Regions from separate parts of the Zea mays genome. Here region 2 is linked to region 1. Evidence: chromatin contacts called from public Hi-C data. All regions are on one chromosome and are shown on one strand. Each heading gives the region's core, a stretch centred on a gene start, on an enhancer-like site or on the middle of the called end of the contact. The rest is flanking DNA. Distances are from core to core; before and after follow the strand shown.

The links. Hi-C and Micro-C count contacts between places; a contact is called where the count stands out from the background.
Region 2: a contact with region 1 is called in a Hi-C map of leaf, with 3 times the contacts expected there. The contact joins the promoter of LOC103640950 here to the promoter of LOC100283790 in region 1. A contact is called at or near these places in 2 of 25 Hi-C or Micro-C datasets (leaf and tassel).

The regions. Positions count from the first base shown.
Region 1 is chr10:23,526,133-23,533,225 of Zm-B73-REFERENCE-NAM-5.0, forward strand. LOC100283790 (nucleoside diphosphate kinase 2) reads right to left here and starts at 3,848. Exons shown (of 7, transcript NM_001156689.2): 1 at 3,569-3,848; 2 at 1,008-1,061; 3 at 53-139. The coding sequence starts at 3,784.
Region 2 is chr10:23,666,534-23,673,626 of Zm-B73-REFERENCE-NAM-5.0, forward strand. LOC103640950 (condensin-2 complex subunit D3) reads right to left here and starts at 3,177. Exons shown (of 8, transcript XM_008664389.3): 1 at 1,007-3,177; 2 at 1-192. The coding sequence starts at 3,100.

The DNA.
Region 1 (7,093 bases), core at 2,598-5,097:
GTTGCAAGAACCACAATAGTTGTGCAACATTGATGTGTTTCGAGAAGCAAACCTGCGCCAAGTCCTTGGGGCACTGGAAAAGTTTTAAGCCTTTCAACAAAAACCCTTTCTTCTCAAAGCGAGAAATAATCTCTCCAACCTATATGCATCAGATACATTATGTTTTATCTGAACTGAAACATGAAAGAAGGTAAGGAATAGCACCATACTGGCAAAAGTGTGGGTGTGATGACTTTGTGATGTGGGCTCTGGATAAGCACAGGCATTTCATTACTATATCTTTGTACATGATTCTATCCAGCAGGGGGATGCCTAGTAGAGTTGGTATTATTTGAAAGTGTAAGATCACTCTGAAAATTTAATTCTTCCTTTGGCAAGTTTTCAATAACAAACTTCAAGTAGCGCAAACTCTAATTAGTAGAGGGGTTGGAGGGGTAATAGAAATTGCTGTATATGTGGAGTTCCTGAATCGGTTGGTCATATTTTCTTTAAATGTGCCTTAGCTACATTGATCTGAGCAATTCTGAAAGTGGTGCTTAATTTGGCATCTGTTCCAATGTCTATAAAGGAGTTCTCCGATGTCTGGCTTCAGGGCAAGTGGCCCTTACCGATTCGTTTAGTCAAGTTTCTTTTTGCGGGTTTTGCTTGGGCTCTTTGGACCACTAGGAACAAGATGGCCACATAGAAAAGATTCTCAAAAGCTCCAACTGATGTAATCTATGTTGCTCTATCCTTGTTGCAGAAATGGAGTTTGTTGTTAAATGAAGGGCACATGGAGCGTCTACTCCAAGAGAAGGACAAGGTTGTTTGTTGGATGATTTGCTTTTAGCCCGAATGTGTTGAATGTTGATGTCTACAAGATCTAAACTTGTAATAGGGCTTGTTCTGTTTTGATCTTTCCTTGGAACTGGTATACCCCAGCATTGTACTCATTACTGCTTTCTTAAAAGCTGAGGTTTTTGCTCTTTAAAAAAAAGTATGGGTGTAGGGAACTTGGGAATGCATACCAGACCACGCTGAACACCATCTGGTTTGATCATAATGTAGCTTTGCTCAACCTCCTACAGATTGTAAGTTCTTGTTAAGCAAGGTCTCATCGTGGAAAAGTAAGGGACTAAATGAAATTGAAGTAGAGTGCTCAACTTATCATAATTGATGTCAAAGGATATCAACGTCGTCAAAAAAATTCAGACGTGTCACGAATTCTAAACTTACACACAGGCACCGTTGCCCTGTGAGACCTAGGCTTGGGCCTTTTTGGTCCATGCTTTGGCCAGGGGACAGATGAGGATATTGTTTTACCCTTAGGGCTAATTTGGCAACTCCATTTTCCCAAGGGATTCTCATTTTCCTAAGGTGAAATGAACTAATTTCCTTTGGGAAAAATGAAAATCTCTTGGGAAAATAGGGTTGCCAAACTAGCCCTTAGGCTGAAATTTTTCCCATCGGGAGCTAAACACAAGACCTGAGGGGGTGCTACTCGAGGGCTCTAACTGTCTCATCTAGAGGCTTTTCCAGTAAAGTATGCAACACATATGGCAACAGAAATAAGACATTCTGTAAATTCATGATAAAACCACTGACAAACAACAACTATAACCACGATTATAGTGTGTAGGGATATGTTTGTGTGAAGAGAAAGCATGGTGCACTAAGTTCATTTCAATGTGTGCCTTTATAGAGTTCAACGACAAATGTGAGATCAGTTCCCTAAATGAATCACCGATGACTGACCATGGTTATTAAAACGTCGTTTAAACGACGATTAAGCGTCGTTTAAACGCTAAAACGTGATTAGCGGCTAAAGCGTCCGCACGTTTTACAAAAACGCGTAGAACGTCCGTTCTGGACGTTTAAACGACGTTTACACGTCGGAACGTCCGTTCTAGACGTTTTCTCTGTTATTTGGACGTTTTACGCGCCTATACCCTAGTGGGCCTTAATGGGCCTTTACCCAGCCGGCCGGCTGATCCACCGCGCCCAGGAGCCGCCAGACGCCCTTGCGCGCTCCAGCCGCCATCGCGCCCAGACGCAGAGTCGCGCCGGGAGCCGCCAGACGCCGTCGGCCGCCCTCCAGGCTCCAGGTATGCCGCCGGGCCCCCTCCTACCTCCTCCCTCCTCTCTCCTCCCTCCTCCATCCGCCCTCCAGGTATGCCGTCGGCCGCCCTCCATGCTCCAGGTATGCCGCCGGGCCCCCTCCTCCCTCCTCTCTCCTCCCTCCTCCATCCGCCCTCCAGGTATGTCGTCGGCCGCCCTCCAGGCTCCAGGTATGCCGCCGGGTCCCCTCCTCCCTCCTCTCTCCTCCCTCCTCCATCCGCCCTCCAGGTATGCCGTCGACCGCCCTCTAGATAGATTGGTTACAGCAGTAAAAAAACATAAATCAAGTTGCAGGCACCACTCCTGATCCAGTGTAATAACTCAGTATCAAGATAATTGAGAGACAACAACTGTAGCAACAAAATCACAACCCAGCATCAAACCCGATTTGCACATCGAGAAATTCAGAACTAGTGTGATAACTGAGTATCTATTTGGTTTGTGAACTCAACTTATGTATGAACTTATTCTATATTTGAAATTCTATGTCAAGTCTGAAAAGACGTTTCAACGTTCGTTTAAACGTTTAAACTTTGAAAAGTTGGTTCATAACGTTTTAACGCTTTAATAACAATGCTGATGACCTGAATCTGGACTTTCAGGGGCTAAATGGATGAAAACAACTAGCACTATTTATGAAATCACATGTGCCTGAGATTTATGTGGAGAAAATGATTTCCTATAGCGTCAATAAGAATTGGTGCAAGGACTAGATTAGGCTTGATATCTTTAGAAAACAACTCAGATGTCTTTGCTATGTTTTGAAGATCTGCTGATACAACAAAACTAACTAATTTGGAAGCAGTTGGAATTCCACAATGTATCACTAAACATGTGTAAAAGCGTTGCACATATCATGTTTTAGTTGAAAAATAGGCTGGCAGAAAAAAATTGCTTCCATTGTAAAATTACTACAAGTGTCCACTGTCCAACACATGGCGGGATAATTTCAGCAACCCTGCAGTCAGGGTCAGGCCACAGGTATCCTTGTATTCGTCAAAAGAAGGCATGGTCAAACTTTGACTGGAAACAAGGAAAACATTACACTAGGGCCACATAAGGTCCAGCACATGGTACAGGAGACACGTTGTGATTACTACATACAATTAGCGAGGAAAACTTGAGTCCTCTTGATAATTTACAAAAATTGAGCATGTTCGAATGGTGTATTTTCAGCGTTGACTGCAACAGGAAGGCCAAAAGCTCAGTGTCAACTCATTCCTAATTCCTGGCAGAATGATCGTAGAGAATTCAAGGGAAAAAAATCTAAGTGAATGAAATAAAAAATGGCACATTTCGCAGTGCATTTCCCTTTAGTTCAGCTGCTCTACATAACCTACCCACAACTCCACAAGGCACTAGACTATAATCCGAAAGGTATTAGCGTATTCGAAACAATATCTCCATATTCAAGCTCATCCAATACCAAAAGATTAAACGAAGTCAAACCAAATATGCAGGGGAGACCAACCGAGGAGGCGACGATGCGCCGCGGGACGGCGCGAGCCCTGGCCGCCCTCCCGCTCCCCGCCGGCGCCGTGCTCAGCCCCAGCCCGAGCCGGCCGCGGGGCGTCGTTGAAGCGGCGGCGAAGGAGAGGGACGCCGTCGGCCTCAGCGCGCATGAGGGCCGGCGAATGGTCCCAGCAAGGGGCGGCGCCGTCCTCGCGAGAGCCGACATGGTCTCCATCCTTTACCACGAGTCCGTGCGAGGCGAGAGCAGAGCAGAGCACAGCACGCGACTTTTGGATTAGGAGAACAGCACAAAGGCGTCCTTCCTTTTAACAGCCAGGAAGCCAACCCACCTGTTACCCCAAAATTCTCCGACTCCAACTACTCTGTCCCCACCAAGTTTTTATTTTTTTTTCTTATAGCTTACTTCTCCCTTTTTTAATTATGAAAACAAAAATGTTCGGCCTTTTACATTTTCTTGCATACAGCCTTATAAATTAAAAAAAATAACAAACATCCACTATAAACATTTTCCAAAAAAACATCAACTAGAAGCTCCCTCTGATTTGACGTTGGACCTCTATCTATGGCTTGCAAAGATTTACATAGCCACCACTTCTAAGAATATACATACCGCAATGACCTCATGTTGAGCTTGGTGTTTATGCAATAATCTTTAGAATCTGAGCAAGTATGTTTCCATAAAAAGAACCTGCATAATTTTGATAGTTTTGGTTTAAAAGCAAAGACAACATCATTGCGACAAAACCAAATAGACCAAAACATTGTTTTTGCTTTGATTTATTCCCTTGTTAGCAATCCAAGACCCAGTTATATGACTAATACTGTTGAGTCTCTATTTAAGGCAAAGTAAATAATTTTCTAAATATTTTTAGCAAGATAACAATCAAATAACATATATTGAATAGTCTCATTTTGATTAAAAAGATGCATTTCGAACTACCTTTCCAACCACGTTTAGCTAAGTTATCTTTAGTGAGATTAACTCCCTGCATAAATACCATAAAAATTATTTTTTAGAGAAAGTTTTAGTCTTCAAAGTATATTGTGATTTAACAGAGGAGCATTCATTAAAATAAAGTACATTAAGCGAACTGAGAAAAGTCCGTCTCTGTGGACCCTCAAATAAATTTATTTCTCGGTTCTCCCAAAGGAACAGTTGCCATCAAATTTAATAAATTATGTCACTCAATCAGTTTCATCCCAACAATAGCTCTACGAGAAGATAGATTAGGCATATTTTTATTCATAAAATCTTTGACTTAAGAATTCTTTTTCTACATAATATTAAAAAGGTTTGGACAATAGTCCTTAAGCGGACTATCGAGAATCTATATATCGTCCTAGAACCTGGTCATTTGACCGCCACCTACACGGAACCTCTCCCGTCTCAAGAATTTTTCTTTAATATTCATGAGTTCAGACCAAAAATGTGAGTCTCCAAATCTTCTCACAATTTGAGTAAACGATTTGGACCATAAGTATTTACTTTTAAGAATTTGCTGCTAATTACCGTTCTCGTTTATTTAGTAACTTAAAGAGTCTCTTTCTAAGTAAACAAATATTTTTATTGGCTAGTTTGGCAACCCCCAATCCACCTATCTCCTTATGTTGAAAAATAGTCTTCCATTTTGCTAGTCTATATTTATTTTTAGAATGGTCGCCTCGCCAATAGAAACGGGAACATATGGCATCTAAATTTTGTAACACCCCACAAAGGCACCTCAAAAAAGGACATCATAAAAATGGGGTAGGTTGCTTAATAATGAGTATTAGGCATCCACCGGAAGAAAGTAATTTACTTTTTCATGAGCTTAATCTATTTTTGAATCTATCAATTATACTATGTTATTCACTATTTCGTAACCTGCGATGGGTCATAGGAATCCTGAGGTACTTAAAAGGTAAAGAACCAACCTCGCAACCAAAAAGATAAGAGTAATTTTGTTTATAATCCTAGCTGAACCATAGCAAAGAAGCTCACTTTTGTGAAAGTTGATTTTCAAACCTGACATTTGTGGAAAGCGGTCAGGAGTAATTTCATGTTATGGAGTAATTTCACGTTATGAACATATTCCAAGTTATGATCCATAAAATCAACAGTATCATCTGCATATTGAAAAATAGAAAGCCCCTCATCAGGTGAGGAATCACTCCAGCAAATTGGTTATGTTTCAAATCTAACTTATCTACAATATTGTATCCAAATATTCTAGTATCTTACTTCTCTCTTCTAGTATCCTCAAATCTAACTTCTCTGAAATACTCCATACAATTCAATTTATAATTCGTTTGACTTTTTTATCTCAAGTTTAACTAACTCGTCTTATTAAAAAATCATAATAATTATTATTTTTACTATGATATCGCTTAGTATATAATATAGCCTTGAAAATTCCATTTTTTATAAAAAAATTTGAATAAGATGTATAAATCAAAACATGGGGAGTAGTACTTATAAGTTAATTACTTCTCTAAAATAATATGAAGTGTCTTTTTACTCTCTTTTGTTTCCCTTTTTATTTTTCCAACACTAAATGACTAAACTACAGTTTTGGTTTTCAAACTGCATCGGGACATCGTTCAGAGATCAGGCACACTTTATCTGATAAAGAACGCGTTGAAATTGCAAGGTTTGAGGTAAAATCATTCTGTCCGATGTCGATTGTGTACAGAGTGTTGCCTAAGATATCCGGGTGAGGGAGTTGGTATGCAAACCAACAAGTATCTCATATGTCGTTATTTTTGTAAGCAAATAGAGTAGTCCTGCATATGAACTCTGAAGTTAGTTAGAGTTCTATCCTATCTCTAGGCTTTCGTGTCTAAACTCTGAAGTTCAGAGCATGTTTCTAGTATAACCTGGCACTCCTTAGCGCCTCGACTTTGATCTAAGATACTAATTGATGCAGTTTGGAAACTAAATCTGTTAGCGACAGTTTAGTCATTCAGTGCTGAAAAAAACGAAAACAAAATAAAAAGAGTAAAATGGCATATCCTATATTAGGGAAGAGATTAACTTATAAATATTACTAGTCGGTTGCCCATGCGTTGCGCGTAAACTATCCATCAAAAAAATTTCAAGATTTTTTATTGATTGTCTCCGCTTTCTATATAATATATTTTTTGATTTGGCTAACTGATGTTATTGTTTACTCCATGCAAATATGTCTTGGTACAACACGGCCAATGAAGTGAGCGATTAGAAGAGATTTCACAACGATTGACTGAATGAACAGAGATTATAAAATGATATAATTCCATCATACAGAGACCAAATAAGAGAGTTTCTAAGATCAAGTTTATAAAATAAGTCCTATGAAATTAAACTTATAAAAAAAATAGATCAAAATATGGAGTGATTGCTAAAATCAGGCATCAATAAAAATTGGATGTGTTCCATATAAATTACGCTACTTCGTAGAAATTACTAACGTTAAAAACCAACAAATAACCTTTCATTTTGCTGTTAGTGTGACAAATCATTGATGCTTCATCCAATTCAGCAACCTCAAACACCATATAGTCC
Region 2 (7,093 bases), core at 1,927-4,426, 140 kb after region 1:
TTTACCAGTCATAGGAGTAATGAAACTGTGACCCCTGGCTGATTCTGATGCCTCTTTTATGTACTGGTCAAGGATGTCAAAAGCACTACGGATAAGTTGCTGCGCCCACTTCAGGATCAGTGCATCACCTTCCTTAGCTGTTTTTGCTTTCCTTTTACACAAAGTTTTCAGTGATTTTACATGTGCATCAACCTGTTCATGCATGCATGAAAATTATGCTCAAGATATGGACATGAATTACTTCTGTTAAGAGCAATTTTGGAAAAATTGTAGATAGCTAAACCAACAACACACAGAAGACTATATAAAGGAAAAACAACATAAGATGAATGCATGATGAACATTATTGCAGAACTATGGCCTATGGGGAGGGGAAGAAGCCAATGATCTAAACAGAAAAGTTTCTGATATTTTTATATTCTTGTAATTAAATTCCAAACAGGTAACAAGCAGGCCTTAAAACAATATATTGTGATTACAGTGAGGTTTCAGCTGGCCTTGTTTGGATGTGCTAATTTTAACATGCTACTTCTTAGCACTTGCTAGCAACCAAAGCCTTACTAGCTTTTACTAGTTAGTAGCTATCACACCTTTTAGGGTTTGCCTGTTTGGATCCACTCTTCTTAATTCTTAGTTGCTAAATATTAGCAAGCTGGAAACATGCCCTAAGCTACTGGACCTCCCTTCCAGAAAATATTGCTGATTGTTATAATACAGGCAAGTACAGTGAACCTAAAGTTTTCATTTTATAGTTTTGAAATGCTGGCATAGATTTACTTGGTATGGTAAATTATAATTTATCCAAAAAAATAACTTCAGAACAGTACATATTGCCAGGTTTCGGCAGATTGGGCAATAGGATTAGGGCACACTGTATAAAGTGTATTAGAATTAATTTTGTTTTAAATTGGCAGATTAAAACATGATGCCAAGCTAACTCAGAATTTAACTGTAGCAAAAACAAATTAGTGTACTACTCAATGTTTTGGATCAACAAACTGATTACCTCACTAAGGTTCATATCAAAATCCTCGATCCTTGTGAGCAAGCTGTGTGCCAATTCTGCAGCAGGTTCCACTGGCAGCTCCATGGAGACATTTGAAATGGTTTGCAAGAGTGATACACGATTAACTGCCCAGAGCGCAGAGTTTGGTTCCACCTGAGAACAAGCTTTACCTCTTTCGTCTTTGCCAACATTGTCAAGGAGTTTCCAGTGGTGGGAGAGGAACTTCCAGTTAACTGATTTTGGCGCGAATGATGAGACCTCGGAAAGAAGCCACCAGGACCCAATAGGTGCAGTCCAATTTTCGATTGGCTTACAACGTCTCAACCACAAGGATTCAGATAGTGTTATGATGTTCTGCAGAGAACTAGCAAGTAGTGGTTTCAGCTTCCTCTTCTTGCCAAGGCTTGCACATATCTTCTTTATGCATGGAGCAACCTCTCCATCACAGATGCTTTTCAGCAAATCTAGTGTCCCTTCAGGGAAAACTTCCTCCAAGGTGATGAAATCATCATCTAAGCTCACATTGGCAGCTTGGCAGATCCTGTTAAGCACCAGTTCAAGAAACAAGTTTTCACATTCCTCCTGGATGCTTGTCTCACTATCAATCACCAGTGGAGGCACAGATTGAAGCCACTCTTTCATCACTTTCTCATCAGGAAATTTCCTAAACACCTCTGAGATGGCAGCAAGAGCAGCCTTGCGGATGCTGACTAATGGATCAGAGCATGCAGCACCCATTGCACAAAGAAGAGAGTCATCTATGGGTCTCCCAATCAAACCAATCGCCTTTGTGATGAGCACAAGCGCAGCCTTCCTCACAGCAGCCTTATCATCGGTGCAGCGTCGTCTCAGCAATTCCCCAAGCTTCATGTCCCCAATCCTCATCACCTCCTGCAACCGGTCAACCTCCACACCTCTCTCAGACAAAATATCAAGCGCCTGGGCTGCATTTATTAATGCCCGAGCTCGAACCCCTCCCACACTATCTGAGCACTTCTCCACCAACACCCGCAGACACTTCAGCCCCCAAGAGCCCTCCTCCATATCACAGGCATCCCCTTCAAATGGTAACAGCACTGGCAGCAAGGCAAGGACCAAATCCACAGCAAGCAGTCGTCCCTTTGCCTTGCCCCTTGCCATGGCCACAACATACCCTGCAAATCCCTCCCTTCCATCTGCCTCCAATGCCCGCACCACCTCGACTATCGCTTCCACCGCCAGTGCCCTGGCCTCCGCCTTGTCCGGTGCCTTTACGGCCAAGTACCTAGGAAGGTACCCCACTGCCTTCCTAACTGCTTCCTCTCCTTCCTCGGCGCCCAAAGGCACCAAGTTCCTCACAATGAACTGCACCGCAGCCACCCGTGCTGCGGATTTCGCGGCCGAGAGCACCACAGGGGCCAGCGCTCGTATCACGTCCTGCACCGCCCCGGCGTGGTAGTCGGATCCAAGGACAGCGGTGAGGACGTCAAACGCCGTGAGCTCCGCGGCGGTATCGACGAGCGACCGCCGCGCGTCCGGGTGGGCCCCGAGCGGCAGCCTCCCCGCGGCGTCCGCCAGCAGGGAGAGCGCCTTCGGGAGCAGCGACGGCGCCGCCGGCGGAGCCGCTGCTGGCTTTTGGCGCTGGTTCTTGCGCTTGCGGGGGTTGGCGGCGCCGCCGGAAACGGAGCTAGGGTTGGAGGCGGCGCTGCCGGCTCCGGAGAAGGAGGAGGCGGCCTTGCGGATGACGAGGAGGAGGGAGAGGAATGGAAGCGGGGAGAAGAGGGTGAGAAGCGGGGAGGCCGGGGCGAGGAGGAGGCGGAGGTAGGCGACGGCTGCGGGGAGCGGGTGCGCGGAGAGCGAGGCCTCGAGCGGGGGCAGCAAGGAGGATGCGGGGACGCCGGCCTCGGCGAGGCGAGGGAAGATGGACGCGACGGCTGCGGGGCTGGAGGAGAGGAATGTGATGGAGGGCAGGGACAAGGGCGGGGAGGTGACGGAGGAGGAAGACGCGCGGCGGTGGAGGGCGGCGAGCTCAGAGAGGACGGTGGGGAGGGAGCCGGAGGCGGGCGCGGGGGAGGCCGAGGATGGGGAGTCGAGGTCCATCTCATCGGCGTCCATGGGATGGGGGCGAGATCGGGCGTGGGGACTGGAGAGAGCACTCGACTGGAGATGGGGGGAAGGACTAGGAGTGTGGGAATTTTGAATTTTGCGGTGTGGAATCGGAATTTATTAGGATTCGGACGGAAATTTGCGGTGGAGGAGAATGGTTGGGCCTACTCCCACCCTACCTCCATCGTTCGCGCGGCCCAGTAATCTAGGCAGCTGCTAATTATTTGAAGTTATTTTTTAATATTGAAAAATAACTGAAATTGCACTTTCCGACTTCGAAATTTTGCAGTTATATGTACCTACCGAACGAGGACCTTTTTTTTTTACAAATCAGTCTATGTCGCTTTCTAGATGGACACCAGTAGAGACCATGGTTGTAAATGAACGAAGTCAGTCAAGATAAACCATTTCTCGTTTTATTTTTACATTTTAATTTGAAAACTGATTTGGGATTGAAATTGAAACGGTATCGGGCACGGGATGATGGAATGAAAAAACAAACTAATACGGACAAAAATGCATCGGTAAATATCGAAAATCATAAAGATAAAACGAAATCACTTTCTGTATCATATATAGTACCATCAATCAACAATAAATATAGGATAATAATATATTAATATGGGTAACATAAGTACATAACGATAAATTGATAATGTGTCTATAAAAACATGTAACAGGTTAATAAAAATGTGTGATTAATTAAATAGACATGCACAATTGAATAAGCACGATGATAGTTCAAAAAAGTCAACCACGTATAACATAGTAACTCAAACTAAAAATAACACCCTACAACTATACCTCAAAGTTCAATATGGTCACTCGTGACATTAGGACCACTATCAATATATTTGTTCTCTTTATCATCTTGCTCCTGGTCCTTCTTTCTATGTCCTTGTCATCCTATAATTAGCATGATACAATTTTGTACAAAAAATATGGGATACACCATGTGAGTATGGCAGTGGGTCGACTAACAACATAATGACGGGATATACCGTATTTGGATACGGTATAATCTCATATGAACACAAGATAAATGGAAAAGGTCGGGATATGGCCTAAACTGTTTTCATTTTGCTACTCCATTTTCGTATCGTTTTCACATTTGATGAAAATACGAATTCGAGTGGGACAAAAACTAAAAATTGGAGTGGAAGGAAGGAGATTTTTTCCTAGTCGTTTACATCCATACCACACAAGGAACTTGTGCCTCGTTGGCCGAACGGCAAGCTCCTGTCGCTTGTTGGTATTTGGTAGGGCGGTAGGCACCCTAGTGCCCAACTGTCGGGCTATAGACTACAATGAGCATATAAACTTAACTAGACATATGCTCATGCGTTGCTACGGAATCAATATGATAAAAATGCATTGATATACAAAAACACTAATTGTTTATTCTATATTGTTGTTAATATCACTAAAAGCAGATGTTTACATACCTTGCAAACATAAAAATAGAACGCACTTTCATCAAATTAAAAATAACAATGACAATGTTAAATATAAATATTAGCATCCTCACAAGATTAGAGCAGTTATCTACAAGAAGTTTTATCTGAAATTCGGGCAATATACACAACCTCAGCAGTATAAAGAAGTATAATAAAATCCTGGTGATAATGTTTGGCCAAAACAACCATGTATACACATGTTCTGAAGTTTAATAACAGATAAAATTTAGATCTTGTTTTGGTGAGCCATAATGAACAAAAACAACTGAACTACTACATAACAGCTTGAAGACTGTTGCATGTATATCCAAAGGTTTATATTTTGAGTCGCGCCGAACAGGCTACATACCATAGACACAATTCCAACAGCGCAATTATACAATAATCTGTCAGATCGCTTGGAGTTGGCGGTCAAGAAAAGTTGTATGATGACCGGCACATGGCACTGATAATTTCTTTCTTGTTTCTTAAAGCTGTTCCAGGAGTCTTCTTCATAAGCTTTGAATGACTCGTATAAGGCTGCTGCATTAGATAACTTTTGGCCTTTCTTTTTGAAGGGAAATGTGCCCTTAGGCAATTTCTATAATGTTTTGGTGATTAAGTGTCCAACACATTTAATTGAGTTCCAATGTGCAAAATAAAGAGAGAAGTGCAATTCAAGAAAAAAGGTATGTTTCTAGACTTGGTGAATTGTTTTGTGTACTAACATGGTTATCCAAGTGCTAGAAACAGTGAGAAAAGAAGAAGAAAAGAAACCAAAAAGACTTGACTCGGTGCAGCCAAAATTCAGCTCAGTCTGGCACACCAGACAGTGTCCGGTGCACCAGGCTGGTCTCCGGTGAAAAGATCAGCGGCGTACGACTATAATTCACCGGACTGTCCGGTGAGCTAACGGTCGGCCGCACAATCCGCGGGCGACGCGTGGCCCGCATCAACGGTCGGCAGGGGGCACCGGACTGTCCAGTGTGCACCGGACAGTGTCCGGTGCGCCATCGGGCCCGAAGCTGCAACGGTCGACTACACCTTTTTTGGAAGGCAATCGTGCACCGGACAGCTACAGTGACTGTCCGGTGGTGCACCGGACTGTCCGGTGCACCACACGACAGAAGGCAAGATTAGCCTTCCAAGATTGTCTTCAACGGCTCCTAGTTGCCTTGGCCCTTGGGGCTATAAAAGGGACCCCTAGGCGCATGGAGGAGTAACCCCAAGCATCTCTGAGTATTCTAAAGCATCCAGACTCCGCTCCCACGCATTTGATTCTCTGTGTTAGCGATTTGAGCTCCCTTTGAGTTGCGGACTTCGAGTGTTGTACTTTGAGCTCAAGTTGTGACTTGTTTGCATGGTTGTGCTGTGGGTTTGAGTCTTGTGTGTGTTGCTCTCCCCTCCCTTACTTATGTGCTTCTTTTGCGATCATCATTGTAAGGGCGAGAAGCTCCAAGTTGTGGAGATTCCTCGCAAACAGGAGAAAGACTAAGGAAGAAATCTGTGGTATTCAAGTTGATCATTGGGTCACTTGAAAGGGGTTGAGTGCAACCCTCGTCCATTGGGACGCCACAACGTGGAAGTAGGCAAGTGTTACTTGGCCGAACCACGGGATAAAATCATGTGTCCCTTGTGATTGCTCTCTCTGTGATTATTTGTGTTCGCAAGAGCTCGCCTCATAGACTTGATTAACTTGCGCTAATATCTCTTAAATCAAACTTGTTGGAATTTAGTGTTGAATTTTACAGGATCACCTATTCACCCCCCCCTCTAGGTGCTCTCAATTGGTATCAGAGTCATACTCTTCATCTAAGGGACTAATCGCCCGAAGAGATGGATCCTAAGGGAAAGGGGATGGTGGTCAACGACAAGGAGGAGTCCCTCTTCAACGAGCCAAGGGACGACAAGCCCACTGACTCAGGATCGAGTCACAAGAAGAGGGACGGGAAGAAGAAGAGGCGCATCAAGAAGATCATTTACTACGACAGCGATGCCTCCTCTTCTTCACCAAGAGACGACGACGACGATGACTCGTCGAAAAAGAGAACAGTTAATCAAAACTACTCTTTCGACTATTCTCGCATGTCGTACAATTCGAATGCACATTTACTCTCTATTCCTCTAGGAAAACATCCACACTTTGATGGAGAGGATTACTCATTTTGGAGTCATAAAATGCATAGTCATCTATTTTCTCTCCATTCTAGCATTTGGGAAATTGCGGAAAATGGAATGCATTTCGATAGTACGGATAACCCTGTGATGATAAATGAACAAATTCATAAGAATGCACAAGCTACCACTGTTTTGCTAGCATCTTTGTGTAGGGATGAATACAACAAGGTTAGCGGCTTGGACAACGCCAAGCAAATCTGGGACACCCTCAAGATCTCACATGAGGGAAATAACGCTACAATGATCACCAAAATGGAGTTGGTGGAAGGCGAGCTAGGGAGATTCGCCATGATCAGGGGAGAAGAGCCAACACAAACCTACAACAGGCTCAAGACCCTGGTCAACAAGATTAGAAGCTATGGAAGCACAAGATGGACGAACCACGACG